Linked DNA regions of Mus musculus: all the other regions are linked to region 4. Evidence: chromatin contacts called from public Hi-C and promoter capture Hi-C data. All regions are on one chromosome and are shown on one strand. Each heading gives the region's core, a stretch centred on a gene start, on an enhancer-like site or on the middle of the called end of the contact. The rest is flanking DNA. Distances are from core to core; before and after follow the strand shown. Region 1 holds the start of Snhg17 (small nucleolar RNA host gene 17). Region 2 holds the start of BC029722 (cDNA sequence BC029722). Region 3 holds the start of Vstm2l (V-set and transmembrane domain containing 2-like). Region 4 holds the start of Tgif2 (TGFB-induced factor homeobox 2). Region 5 holds the start of Bpi (bactericidal permeablility increasing protein).

Evidence for each region. Promoter capture Hi-C pulls out the DNA fragments that hold promoters and counts their contacts. A called contact is a pair of places that touch in the nucleus more often than the background predicts.
Region 1: a contact with region 4 is called in a promoter capture Hi-C map of hippocampal neurons, with 2.8 times the contacts expected there. The contact joins the promoter of Snhg17 here to the promoter of Tgif2 in region 4.
Region 2: a contact with region 4 is called in a Hi-C map of CD8 T cells, with 4 times the contacts expected there. The contact joins the promoter of BC029722 here to the promoter of Tgif2 in region 4. A contact is called at or near these places in 1 of 39 promoter capture datasets (liver) and 1 of 484 Hi-C or Micro-C datasets (CD8 T cells).
Region 3: a promoter capture Hi-C map of liver shows a contact between it and region 4, with 4 times the contacts expected there. The contact joins the promoter of Vstm2l here to the promoter of Tgif2 in region 4. A contact is called at or near these places in 3 of 39 promoter capture datasets (hippocampal neurons and liver).
Region 5: a contact with region 4 is called in a promoter capture Hi-C map of liver, with 3 times the contacts expected there. The contact joins the promoter of Bpi here to the promoter of Tgif2 in region 4. A contact is called at or near these places in 2 of 39 promoter capture datasets (hippocampal neurons and liver).

What each region holds. Positions count from the first base shown.
Region 1 is chr2:158,360,207-158,362,906 of GRCm38.p6, reverse strand. Snhg17 (small nucleolar RNA host gene 17) reads left to right here and starts at 1,385. Exons shown (of 6, transcript NR_027887.1): 1 at 1,385-1,502; 2 at 1,837-1,964; 3 at 2,308-2,443. RefSeq lists a cis regulatory region at 1,177-1,453.
Region 2 is chr2:155,817,834-155,820,533 of GRCm38.p6, reverse strand. BC029722 (cDNA sequence BC029722) reads left to right here and starts at 1,302. Exons shown (of 2, transcript NM_001384169.1): 1 at 1,302-1,368; 2 at 1,451-2,700. The coding sequence starts at 1,454. The coding sequence ends at 1,609. It overlaps Mmp24 (matrix metallopeptidase 24), which reads right to left. Exons shown (of 9, transcript NM_010808.4): 9 at 2,168-2,700. It overlaps Eif6 (eukaryotic translation initiation factor 6), which reads left to right. Exons shown (of 6, transcript NM_010579.2): 6 at 423-697. The coding sequence ends at 432.
Region 3 is chr2:157,913,228-157,915,927 of GRCm38.p6, reverse strand. It overlaps Vstm2l (V-set and transmembrane domain containing 2-like), which reads right to left and starts at 1,275. Exons shown (of 4, transcript NM_198627.2): 1 at 997-1,275. The coding sequence starts at 1,117.
Region 4 is chr2:156,838,635-156,841,334 of GRCm38.p6, reverse strand. Tgif2 (TGFB-induced factor homeobox 2) reads right to left here and starts at 1,328. Exons shown (of 3, transcript NM_173396.3): 1 at 1,097-1,328. LOC115486128 reads left to right here and starts at 87. Exons shown (of 5, transcript XM_030252280.1): 1 at 87-153; 2 at 336-1,619. The coding sequence starts at 87.
Region 5 is chr2:158,256,945-158,259,644 of GRCm38.p6, reverse strand. It overlaps Bpi (bactericidal permeablility increasing protein), which reads right to left and starts at 1,404. Exons shown (of 15, transcript NM_001356542.1): 1 at 1,221-1,404. The coding sequence starts at 1,350. It overlaps Gm34571 (a long non-coding RNA gene), which reads left to right and starts at 666. Exons shown (of 3, transcript XR_866913.1): 1 at 666-794.

The sequences.
Region 1 (2,700 bases), core at 136-2,635, 1.5 Mb before region 4:
AAGAGGGCATCAGATCTCACTGTAGAAGGTTGTAAGCCACCATGTGGTTGCTGGGAATTGAACTCAAGACCTCTGGATGAGTGGTCAGTGCTCTTAACCGCTGAGCCATCTCACCAGCCCTAAAAAATATATATATATATATTTAATATATATTTAATATATATTTATATATATATTTAATATATATTATATATATATATATTAAATATACTTATTTAATATATTTAATATATAATACATATTTAATATATAATATATATTTAATATATATTTTAATAATATATATATATATTTTTTAATGGTTTTTTGAGACAGGGTTTCTCTGTATAGCTCTGGCTGTCCTGAAACTCACTTTGTAGACCAGGCTGGCCTCAAACTCAGAAATCTGCCTTCCTCTGCCTTCTAAGTGCTGGGATTAAAGGTGTGCGCCACCACGCCTGGCTTCCTTCCTTCCTTCCTTCCTTCCTTCCTTCCTTCCTTCCTTCCTTCCTTCCTTTCTTTCTTTCTTTCTTTCTTTCTTTCTTTCTTTCTTTCTTTTAATGCTATGCCTGCGAGTGTTTTGCCTGAAATACTATGTGTACCACTTTTACAGGCAGTGTTTACAATGTACAGAAGAGGGCGTCATATCCCCTAGAACTGGAGTTACAGACAAACATTAGGCTCTCTGTATGAGTACTGGGAATTGAACTCAGGTCCTCTGCAATTGCTTTAAGTCACTGAGCCATCTCTCCAGCCCAGACTATCTTTTGTCTTTAAGTCACCCTTAGAGGCGGAAGAGATGGCTGGCTCAGAGGTCATTTGGACTCTTTCAGTGGAGTTCCTTCTTCAGCCCCAAGGGCAGAGCTGCTGTACATAGGGCCAAGAGCCACATTTGGCCTAGGATCCAAGCAGAGTTTGGGAGTATGAAGACTTGGAAACACGTGAGCTCCTTCTCAAACATCTGTCTCTCATCTGTTACTTGGATCAGGACTTTTCTGGTTAAGGGAATCGTCCCATCGGCCTTATGATTTTTAGGTAGACTTTTAGCAAAGCATTCATTCTTTGCTCTCATCCCTTCCACATGCCAGTCTCAAGCCACTACTGACCTCGTGTGGTGGTGTTTAAAGTCATCATTTGTTCCTTTGTGACACCACTGAGCCATGTGCTGTGGAATCAGTAGTTTGTAAGAGAGGTCTGCTTCAGAACAAACAGAAAAAATACGGCAAACGAGAGACAGTTTCCTCCTAAAACGTATCATTGTTTAAAAAAAAAAAAAAATTAACTTAATATGTTCAAACAGTTGTTAGTCTCCTCTCCTCGTGGGGGCGCTGGAGGGCCCGCCGCTCGGAGATGCTGCTCTAGGCTGCAGCGTGCTTTGTCATTTGTTCTTCCGCCAGCGCCCATCGTGAAGACCACAGTTTCCTGTCGCGTGGATGTGTTTCCTCTCTGGCCATTGCCATCCGCCCAAATCTACAGACATCCCGCATGTTCCCGGGCTCGTCTCCCCAATACAGGGCACCAAGGTGAGTGCAAGGTGCATGGGCAGCGCCGTTTCCTCCATCAAGGAAACCGGGCTGCGGGCCGTCGGTGGGCGGCTGGTCTGCTGGGTCTAGAGGAGGGAGGGCCTCAAGCCGCGTGCTTTTCACCGTCTGAGTATCTGAAGCCTCAAAGCCATGTCTGTCGCCTACAAAAAGTGGGTCGGTGTTTACGACCTGTGTCCCATGTTTTTAGCATCCTACCAAGGCGAATCCATTGACCAGGATTTAAGTTGAGACTCCCCCAGGACCCCGGGTGCAGCATCTGGGTCCCCCTGCCCCGCCCTGCCTTGCGCCGCAGCCGCTTCCGTTGTCCTGCCAGGCTGTAGACTGCGCAGCCCTCCTGGAGACAGATGGAAGCTCCTTGGGTCGACAGATTACAGCTTCTGGAACCCCCTACTCCCTTCAACTCCGAGATGGACACCCACTGTCCAGGGAGAGGATGCCTGGGTAAGTGCTCTGCTATTCGGGAGCAACTTGAAGCCCGGGTGCCTGTAATTGGCCTTCCCATGGGTACCAGCAGAGGGGTGGTGTGGAGTTCTGATTACTACTTTTGAGGAGGTCGACAAAGCCACTGTGCAGAGAGAAGCTCGGTGAGGGCTCGAAATAACCAAGGGCAAGATTCTGGGGACAGTTCTGTTCCATGTTGCATAGTGGGGATTACAGAGGAAAGGGGGGGGTGTCTATGCTCCGTGGTTTGCTACCTGGCAGCTTTTGTGTTTGGGATTCTGGGTGCTTTCCCAGGTAACTGGGTGCTGTTCATGTGGCTCACCTGGGCTTATTGTATTTGCAGAAATAACAGCTGGGATCTACAGTGGCCAAAGAGTTGTCTCCGTCTTGCTACATCGACAAACTGGTGCTCCTGAGTGAGGATTGTGCCCTGGGATGGGGGATTCAGTTTCTTCATTTATAGTTGGAAGTGGGTGAAGGTGAGGTGAGGCTGGGTTCTTTGAGGTGTGCCTGCTTGTTGCTGTACCCACTTGGGATCTGTGTCTTGTGTGTCCTGTGTTCCCACTGTCGCTTCTGTACCCTTCTGCTTTACTCTGGTGGGTGGAGAGCAGAATGGAAAGGAGCCAGAAGATTTTGGGGGTCATATGCACCATCCAGATTTCAGCCACTGCTCTCTGCTGGCTTCCGGGCCTTGTCTGGTTCTTGATTTCCTCATCTGAAAAATGGGACTACCTCT
Region 2 (2,700 bases), core at 53-2,552, 1.0 Mb after region 4:
GCCTGTGCATGCTGCACACAGTGAGCACCTCGGTTTCAGTATCATGAATGATTACTTCCTCCAATACCAGTGATCCACTTAATCCTTAGAGAGAGCACGTCTGTTTTTCAGTCTAGTATTTGTGACTTTTTGTATCAGCAGTAATGAAGAGTTCTGGAAAAGGAAGGCAGTTTTGGCCTTGGCCTGGTCTCTGAGAGGCTTGGTCTGGGCACATCCTGCTCTCACTGACTTTTCCTTGCTCCTGTCTCAAACGTGGGGAGTTTTAGGCTTGATCTTACACAGGATATAGTCAGTCTGGAACCCTGGAACAGGTGGGGTTCCAAGTGTGGCTTTTCAAGGACTGAACTAGAACAGGTCTAGGGTGGGGCCACGTGTACCTTGTAAAACAGCTCCTGATATGTAATCCATTCCTCTCTCTGCAGCCTCACATGAGTCACCGTCCATGCTGCCGTGTGGGCTCCTGCCTCTGGACTTTGGCTCATTTTCCATGCCTGAGCTAGTCTGTACCAGATGCTGGCAGTGGGGCATGGCAGAGCTCGGTAGAGCTGAATTGATTGCCCAACCCTTCACCTGTGCCATCTCTTGACAATTGTTACTGGAAAGCCTGCCCTGTCATGCTGGCTTTCAGTTCTTGTGGCTCTTGGATGAAAGTTCTGCTATCTTGTGCCCCACCCCATTAAAGGACTGCCTCCCACCATCCTCAGTGTGCTGTGTGTGTGTGTGTGTGGCCTCAGTTTGCAACACCTCCTTCTACAGCAGTTCCTGGGTTGTGGGGAAGTTGGGTGGGATGACATGCAGTGTTTTCCCTCAACAGGATGGGAGACCTGCAGGGGGTGGTGGAACACACCAGTAATCCCGGAGGCAGAGGGGATCTCCAGTTCATAGTCAGCCTGGCTACACACTGAGTTCTAGCACAGCTAGGGATACATAATGAGATCCCTCCCACCCCTCAAAGAAGAGATGAACAAGAGGAAGTAGTGCTGGCTTCTGGGTTCCATTTCAAGCCAGCTCCAGCCTCTCGGCCCTCCCTGGCCTCAGAATGAGACACCCAGCTCTTCTCCCTGCCAGGGCCTTTGTGAGGCCATAGGCACTCAGCTGCAGTGCATTCTGGTCCTGCCTGAATTTGAAGATGGGGTAGCCTCCTTGGGAAGCCAGGCCGCCTCCTGTGGCTCTAGCAGGGCCTTCTTCTAAGTGGGGCGGAGCCTTGGGCCCTGGGCGTGGTTGGCTAGTGGCCCTGCCTTTCCCGTGCTCACGGGGCCCGCCCCTGGCGTGCGAAGGCCTTCCTTCTCTGTCTCGGCTGCGTCATAACGCTGCTCCTCCCAGGCCAGACGGCTTCCGTGCAGCTCTGCTTTCACTTTACTGCCTGAGGTGAGGACACGCGCGGGTAGAGGGTGGTGATGGGTGGGGTGACACTTGCTCTGGCATGGTACCAAATGGGCTTCTATTACAGACCATGGGCGCTCTCCTGAGTGGTGGCCAGGATGGCCCGGAGCCCGCGCAGCCCCAGCCTCCAGCGCCGCAGGGTCCGCAGCAGCCTCAGCCGGAACCTGGCCCGTGGGGGCCACTGGACGACGTGCGCTTTCTAATCGCCTGCACGTCCTGGTACTGACCCGGCCACCCCTGGCCTTCATGCCCTCCTGGGCCTGGCCTGGCTTTTATCTCCTCACCCTGTGATTTCCTGTCTTACTCCCTCTGGGCAGAGATTCAAGAAAGATCGCGGAGACTGAAAGTCCCTCAGGGCCACCTCAGAGAATTGCACCTCAGCTTCAGACTTGACAGACCCCCGAACCAGCTCATTCCCACGCCCCCTTTCAGCTCTGTCCTTGGGCTGATTTCCTTAAGAGGAAGAGCCAGGATCAGATGAGGCGTCCTGGCAGGCTCTTGATGCTGTTGAATCCTGGTTTCCCCCTCGCTAGAACTGAGCTGCTGCCTGGCCATAGCCCCATGTGCCCTGTCTCCAGAGAAGTCTTGCCACAATGACCCTCCCGTACTCCTGAGGTTCCTGGGTGACGGGTTGGGGTGGGGTGGGGAGGACAGGACATTGATTGCTGGTTAGAAGATGCACGAGGCAACTGCAGAAGTACACTCCCAGGGTACCCTTTTCTCCCTGAAACTTCTTACGGGCACACATATGCCCTGGTCTTTGTTCCCATACCCCAGGGGAAAAAACACTGTATTTCTGTTTTATTTAGAAATGATTTAAAAAACATTGTACAAAGGCTGATCAGTTTAAAATGTGACCGACACTGAGATGCTGTGATGTCACCCAGGCCGAGGGGAAGCTGAGCTCTGGGGGCTCTAGTACTTTGCCCCTCTGACTGCTCTGACCTGGGCTGATGGACAAACAGATGACCGCAGGCAGAAGAATCCAAGATTGGAAGCCTCTAGGCTGAGCCCTCTCTGGGCCCGGCCCTGTGTCCCTCACATCTGCAGCCTGGGCTGCCTGCCTCCATCCCCTGCTCTTTCGCAACTGGCCTTGGAATGCCAGGAGCCAACAGGGAGCCTGCGGGGCCTAGAGCTTTCAAGAAGTGAGCACCAACCTGAGGAGAGGGACCAGGGGACTGGGGGAGGGAGGCCCAGAGGAGAGGACTAGAAGAGACAGTTTTCTCGGACCCTGGAAGGGCCCACTGATGGGGACACAAGACCCAGCCAGGGCCACCTGGATGGCAGGGGCAGATAATAAGACCTCCTTGTGCTTCA
Region 3 (2,700 bases), core at 26-2,525, 1.1 Mb before region 4:
TCAGACACTCGTGCAGGCAGCACTTGCTTTCTCCTTGCTCCCACAATGCTGGAGTTCAACATTTCAGTCCTCTAGGGGCAAGGTTGAGATGGGGTCCCCGAGATGGGGGTGTCCTGTAGGATTCAAGGGGTTCATGATCCCCCCAGGGACAAACACCCTACATTCCTCTTTACTCCTGGCCTCTAGCTGAAAGAATAGACCTCAACTACTCCAGTGTATCCCAGCTCTCCGTCCCTACCTTCTTATCCCCAGACTGTCCCTACCCCTGGATGCCACCCACCCACATGGATGGCAAAGGAAGCTGCCACCCAGGCTAGCAGGTCTTAAGCAACAGCATCTGGCGCCCCTCAGGACCATTCCCGGCCGTGGAAGGGATGGATCCTGATGAAGAGGATGCAGGAGCAGTTTCAGCGTTAAACCCACAAAGGAGAAAGGAATCGGGGCAGAGAGAAGTGGGTGGGCAAAGTGTGTGCACAAGTGCGTGCGTGCATGTGTATCCGTGTCTGCAGGCAGACAGGCAAGAGTTGTGGCGAAGCGAAGCGTGTGTGCCCGAGTGCCAGCTGGCAGGGTGAGCCACCAGCCAGTGTCTGATTCGTGTGCGTAGTGGGCACAAGTATATTTACCAGCGAGGAGAGGCTCAGAGGGGATGTGCAGAGTTGTGAGTGTGGGATGCAGTGAGCGTGGCTGAGTGTGTCCGCGGTTGGAGACATCTGTATGGTCGCAGAGGTGTGTGTATCCGTGTGAGTGTGTACGCGCGTGGAGGGGGTCTTCTGCGAGCTGGGGCCAGAGCGAGTGTGCTCTTGGGAACCCCTTCTCGCAGAGCTGGCCCCGATAGGAGACAGGGTGGGTCCCCAGTCCCAGCAGAGGGCGCCCCGGAACTCTGGGCCATAGCATCAGTCGGCGCAGGTTCGAGCACCGCGACCGCCAAGTTGGAGCGGCTGCGACCGGGGTGGGGTTCAGTGGGGGGAAGTCCGTGGGGGCTGCGCGCAAACTCACCGTGTCCGGAGACGTGGTTGTCCCAGGGCGCATGGCCTGCGGGTCGCGTGGCGCCGCCGAGTTGCAGGAAAAGTGCCAGGTAGTGGAGGGCGCCCAGCGCCGCGGCCAGCGGGGCCCCCATGCTGCGCGCTCCGGCCGGGGGCGCCGCCGCCTCACATCGGGGCTCCGCAGCCCGCAAAGCCCGCGCCCGCCGTACCCTGCCCGGCGCCGCCGCCGCCCTCTCCTGCTGGCCCCGGCCCGGCCCCGGCTGCAGGCAGCGAGCGCACGCCCAGCCCGCCGCCTCCGACTGCGGGACTCTTCGCTTGCGCGGAAGGCCACTCCGCGCCGCCGCGCACCCGCCCTCCCCCTCGCTCCCCGCCCTGAGCCGGCGGCGGCGGAGGGATCCGCAGCTTGATTTATCATCAAAGTTTTGCCCAGGCTGGGATTTTTAAAGCGGTACTCGCAACTGGCCTCCCGCGCGGGAGCGGGGGTGGGGCAGGCCCGGGGGTGGAAGGCCACCTGGGGACCTAACCCCCCGCAGGGCGGAACACTAGGGTGTTGGGAGTCGAAATCCGATCGTTGGGGATAAACATCCGACCTGCCACCAGACCCGTGCGCTGGAGGGGCCGCTCAACTTTGCCAGCTGGGTAGTGTTGGGGCCAGGGCCAGGCGAGGTGCAGGACAGGTGAATAGGGGTGGGGGGCGCACCCGGGATGAGACATAGGTGAACTAGTTTAAGATCTGGCAGCTTTGGGGTCCCCGTGTGATCACGCGTAGTTTCTCCTGTCCTCGAGTTCTTCGTCTGAAAAATGGGGACAGACGCCACCACCAGAAGCAGTGTGTGTCGGGGGTTGGGGGGGGGGGGGTCTTTGGAGTTAGGTGGGTAAAGTGGGGAACATCGTGGCGCCCACACAATGTAGTTATCATTGTGGTTCCTGTCTCTGGGACTCAGCAGTTAGTGGGGCTCCTAGCTTAGAGGTGTTGGGGTTCTACACAGTGAACTGGATCGCCCCCTTCTGGACTGTAAGGCTCTCCCTAGATGAAAGGTCTAGATGGAGTGTGTGTGTGTGTGTGTGTGTGTGTGTGTGTGTGTCTGTGTGTGTAAACCATGAAGACTCTTTCATTCCCAAGAGTGGCAGTCCAATTCTGATTCCTTCCTTGACTCTTTAACTGAGGCTTTTGTGACAGGAAAAGAGGGTTGGGGGGTTATTTTAAAGAAAAGCCTATTTCATAAGGCTGCCTTCTCCGAGGTCTTGAGAAGATCCGGAGCAAGGTTTCGGACCCCGGGAAGGATTCTTCCTACCCTCATTTCTCCTCTGCCTTCGCCGGCAGGCATTGTTTCAGCATTGCGGACAGCACCCTTTTCGTTTCATCCTTTAAGAACCGCGGACAGCGCCTCGGGGGTGATTAGATGCGAGGGTTCAGCACCGTGGACAGATCCCCGCTCCACACACACAGCACCGCAGGGATCCAGCTTCCAGCACGGCTCACAGTACCTAAAGTTTGAGAGATCTAAAAAGCGGAGTGACACACCGTGCTTGCTGTCTTTATTCTGTCTCCCTATGCCCCTTTCAGATATTATGGTGGATAGTATACTGTTGTCACCAGGATCAACTCAAGTTTCCCTCCCTGCTAGGTGTTGCATGTTAGAGGCACAGTTTCAGCACCACGGACAGCTCCTCTTCAGCATCAGCCAGCTGTGCAGAGGCTCTTTAAACTCCTATC
Region 4 (2,700 bases), core at 79-2,578:
GCCGCACACTGAGGCTGGAGTTCCCAGCAGTTCACACAAAGCGCGCAGCCTCCCCCGCGGCCCAGACGCAACGGAGCACATGGCTCATGGGGCGCCGACGAATCCGCCGGCGCTCAAGGCACCCTCACTCAACTGTCCCCCACCAGAGTCACGGTGCGAGCAACAGCTCCCCTGTCGGTCCGCCACCCGGCGCTTGGGGGTTGGGGGGGGGGGACGACTTTGCAAGGAAAAAAAAAAAACTCACGTGTCCATTTTGGGACAGGAAAAAGTTTAGTTCCCAGCCCGTTCCCTGGTACTCCGCGCAGGGTGACTCTTGGGGCGCGGGGCCGCCGGAGCGTGCGCGCTCGGCTTTGTGCTCCGAACTCGGCCCGGAGGGGGAGGGGAAAAGAGGGGGCTGGGCTCCAACCTCCGCGCCGCCCCCCCCCCCCAACTCTGCGCCTGGACTCCATGTTGGCCGCCCCCCCTACATCGGGGACGCGCACAGCCCCCGCAAGACGCTCGGCTGCCCTTCGCCTGGTCCCGGGGTCCCGGCGCGCACAAACTTTCTCCGCGTCGCCAGCCCCACGCGCCCCACAGCCTTGGCCCGCCTGGGAGTGACAGATGCCTCGGAGACAGACTTTCCTTTGTTCCAAAGGAAAGGGGAACTCGCGCGGGCTCCCAAGCCCTCTCCGTCGGAGCCCCGCCCGCGGCCCCCACCTCCAGCTGTCACTCGGCGGCCCCCGGTCCCGCTCTGTCGCCGTGCGGGAGGGGGGGGGGCTGCCGGCGGTTAGCAACGTGCACTTTTGAAACCAAACAAACCCGCTCCCCGCGCGCTCACCCCGCTGCAGGGCACCGGCTGCCCTCTCCCAGAGGAGCTTTGGGAGCTTTGGGAGCCGAGCCCTCCCTCAAGGACCCCGAACAGCGCCCCCCCCGCCAACCCCGGCATTCCGCGCCAGCGTTCCGCGGTCCCGACTCACACACACCCCCGGGGCTCACACACCCACTGTCGCACGCGCCGGGACGACGCCCCCTCCCCCGCCCCGTCGCCCCAAGAAACTTTCCAAGTTGTCCGCGCGCCTCCTCCCGCGTCTCCAGCCCCTCGGCGCCCCGCACTCACCTTCCCTGGCGGCTTTCCGGCCCACGCGGCCTCGGTGGGGTGTGGGACCACCCGGCCGGGGCGGGGGGCACCGGGGGAACGCGCCGCGTACCTGCCGGGTCTGACACCCGCCTGACAGCTCGCGGCTGGAAAGCACCTCGCGACCTGACGTCAGATCCCCTCTCCTCCCATCCCGCCTGCCGCACCCTCCCCCACCGCCCCGAGGCAGAAACAAACTTTGTGCAGAGCGTGGCCAGCTACGCCCACCCTCGGGGGCGGGCCCGCAGAGCCAGGGGGCTTCGCCCCGCCCACGCGTCGGAGGGGGCGGGCCCGCGGCACCTCCTTCCTGCGCCCACCCACCTTAGGAATGCCGCATGGCCGGGGCCCGGGGCGGAGCGGTGGGACCAGGGCTCCCGGAGTCAGCTCCAGGGCAGGAAGTGGCCCGCTCCTCCTTTCAGAGAGTGTTTCCGGAGCGCCTACTGTGTGCTCCTCCATGGGGGTGGGGGCACTACCAGGCACAAAGGGTGCCAGTCCCCGTACCTTTGTAAGTTCGCCTCCTCCTCTGGGAGCTTGCCCTTGTGGGGATGGGGAAACTGAGGCTCAGTCGGCTCAGAGTAACTCCCAGGTGCTAAAGGACCAGTTGTTTTGTCCGCTCATAAGGCAAACGGCGCGGCGAAGACCACTTGGGATAAAACCCCAAGCCTAGCGCAGATGGTCGGCCAGGGGTGAGTACAGGCTGCACCCCAGGAGCGTGAGTGAGGCAGGCACCGTGTCGCAATTTGGAGGTGGCCGCATTTACTCGCTGGTCCCTGCCTTACCACGTGTGCCAGTGTCCTTTGGCCAGGTGGGTCTGATGATAGAGCCGAGCCTTTCCCTTGGTGGCTAACCCCAGTTGGAGAGGGTGAGGCTAGGCGCTTCCAGCGGTCCAGGCTAGGGTCATTTTACCTCAAGTTTTCCTTGCGTCCAAGTTCCCTGACTGTTTGTCTGTCTCTTGCTATCTGCATAAGTGTGGCATAGCCTAACTCCAGCTAACAGGCCTTTTCTGGGTTTGTGATCATATAGGCCCAGAAACCTGAGACCCACGTGCCAGAACCAACAGCATCCGAACAGTCTTCCCTGATTGTTATTTTTTTTAATGCTGTTATCTTCTAATCATTTTACTGTTGAGTTTGGGTCTTGGGTCAGACTTAAGAGTGGCGCACCTGCTGCAGCTAAGTGACAGAGACAACAGCTGTCATTGCTGCAGCAGACTCAAGCTTTTGTTTTTCGTTGTACTGTAGTCACAAAAACTTTGGCAACCAAAGTTAAGTTTTCCTACCAGAAGGCCCTAAGCCAGTCAGGATGCCGATTAAAAGCATCTTAAGGTGGGTTTCATAGAAGCCGGACTTGCCTGGAAATCCTTGAAACCAAGATGGCCATCCAAAATCAAAAACATTGCCCAGAACCCTCTTTTTTACTGATGGTGACACCAAGTCTCAGAGAGTTGGTCACAAGCAATTTCTTAGCCAAGTCATATTCCAGCCACAGACCTTTGAAAGAATGAAGGAGATGGGAAATCTTAGGTAAGAAAAGTAAAAACCAATTAGGTCTTGGCAAAAAGCAGGGACTGTCATATAGGTGTGACA
Region 5 (2,700 bases), core at 155-2,654, 1.4 Mb before region 4:
GGGAGGCAGAGAGGTGACCTGAGGTAGCTTCCAGTTTGCCAGGAACCAGCCCAGATGCCATTATAACCAGCAGTAGTAACAGTAAAAAGCACGGGGGTCTTCCCATCCACCAGCACTGCTCCCTGCCAAGCTGAGCAATCCTAGGAAGGGGGTCCTTCCCTTCCCTCCCACACCCTAGTGCTCTGGTCAAGAGCTCACTGCTGACATATGGTAGAGTCAAGATGGGAGATCAAGGCTTCTTGTTCCCCAAGTTCAACCTTTGGATGTGGGCATACAAATGAATAATAGGCTTGCTGCATTTTTTAAAAACTCACTCCAGTTGCCACATGGGACACTGGAGCTGAGCCTCTGCTCCCACAAAAGCTGTCAGTCACCCATGCACTCATGTGACATGTATGTACACACGCGCGCACACACACACACACACACACACCAGCTCTGGATTTAAACACAACCATATCCTCATCGACGTTCATGGGGGAATCTGTTTGCATCCCTGCGATGGCCTGCATGGCCTGGAACATGCGTTCTGGGATAGGAAAGCAGATCCCCTGGGACCTGCCCCGCCCCCCCACCCAACCTGGTCTGATCTGAACTAGGATCGCCCTGAGTTCTGCAGTTCCTCTCTCTGCCACCAGGAGGCAGCACTAAGCGGCCCCAAGAAGGGCTTCAGTGAGGACTAGAGCGCCTTTGCTAGAGACTCCTCACCTGCAGGAGTGCTGTGTCCCACCCACCCAGTCCTGCAATGGAAGAATGGGACCGGTGGATCTGTGAGGCGCCTGGCAGAGAAGCAGGTGAGCGGAGTTGTTACCTGCCTGGCCTTTGGGAGGAGCCTGGGGTAGCTTTCCCAGAGTCTGCCCGCAGTGTGTGTACATCTCACTGGAGGCGCCCCCCGGCACCCCCTGCCTGCTTAGTCTCTAACAAAGGAGGTAAGGCAGACGACTGACTTTGGAAAGAAAAGGCCTAGAAATGTCACGGTGTAGAGAGAAGGGACCGTGGGGACCCTCAGAGCCCCGGGGCACTTGGAATCTTCTAGAGTAGTGTGATCCAGTCCCAGCTCTGACACTTTTCTAGTCCTATGAGACGGTGCCTTAGTTTCTTTCTATGTAAAATAGGAGGGGGGGGGAAGCAGTGAACTTGCCAGGCATCCGATTTAAAGGGCTGTGCACCCTAAGTGCCCTGTCAGGGAAGGGGAGGAAGAGAGAAAGGCATCCAATTACCGAAGTCCAGACCCTTCTGGGAGATCATGGCCACGAAGCCAGGGTCGGTGGCGGCTGTCAGGGCTGTGCCAATGATGGCCAGCAGCAACAGGGCTGACCATTTCCGCACGTTGTCAGGGGCCCAGGTCATGTCCTCTAGGGCAGCCCAAACCACAAGGCCTCGGATGGGAACCTGAGACCTATAAAGAAGCCTTCTGGGGAAGGGCAGGGCAGTAGTAGAAAGAGGAAGGAGGAAGGCAGCCGTGGGGGCGGGAGGGGGAGGGCAGCTGCGGTTCCCCATCAACGTTGGGGACCAGTCCAGGGGCTGCCCCAGTGGAGCCTAGAGGTCTGTGCGAGCATGGGCATGTGCGCATGTGCTGTGCACGTGCACGCGCCCACCCATGCCAGCACGCGCGAGCCTGTTGAGACCTGTGGCTCTGGGACGGATTCCTCTTCCTAAGCAGTCCATCCTTTTCTTGCGTCCTCCTCGCCTCATGTAAGGCTTTCTTTCAAGCTGGGTGGTGACCACACGGAGACTCCCTGTCTCTAGTTCCTATCCCTTTGGTTGTATCCGTAGTAAATTGTTTAAAAAACGGGACCTTTGGAGGTGTCCCCCATCCCAGGCTGCAGGGGTACTTTTTTAGTGCTCTAATTCTGGAGTCTTGTCCTTGGCATCTCAGCTACTCTTTAAGGCTGGTCTCAGCCTCTCTGTGCTTCTCTGTGCCTCGGTTTCCTCTCCTATAGAGTGGTGGTGGGGGGTGGGGGGGGACTATCACCTTCGCCCCTAGCTTACTGTGAGGACAGGATGGCCTTCCAGTAGGGAAAGCAGGCATAGTGTGCCTTGCGAGAAAGAGAATCCAGATGGGAGCCTTAACCGGAACTTCAGAAATAAATACGAGAATCAGTTACATGGACTCGTCTCCAAGACACAACACCAAACATATTTTAATTTTCGCCTGTCCCATTTTTTTTTTCCTGGCAAGCATAGATAGTTAGTTCTGCCTGTTTGTTTTCCTATCAGACATGGGATCCTATTGGTTAGCCCGGGAAAGTTCCCTTTCTCTGAATACATTCTCCCCCGGCTTTCAATATTCCATCGTTTCCTAAACCCAGTTTTCTTAACCAGATATCTGTTTTCACACATTTCACCCCTCCTTCTCAGGGACCAGGATTTGAGGCTTCTGAGGGGACAGTAGGCTTCTCTTAGAGCCAAGATACTTCTAACACCATCAGGAGCAGGAGGCGCTAAGCTGGAGGGGCAAGGTGGGAACCCCCACCCCCATCCCTCCCCTCCTGCAATCTAGTTCAGCTTTGCATGCAGGGCTGTGAAGTTCTGCAGCAGCCTCAGGCCCCGAGTGGGAGTGGCCCGGTCTCCATGGTGAACAGAGGGGGCTGGACTTCAGAGGCTCAAGGTTTCTCACGCCCCACCCCAATCCCCTGGATTTTATGGAAGTCTAAAAATCGGGATCCTCCTATCCTCCTGAGGGCTCATTTCCTTTCT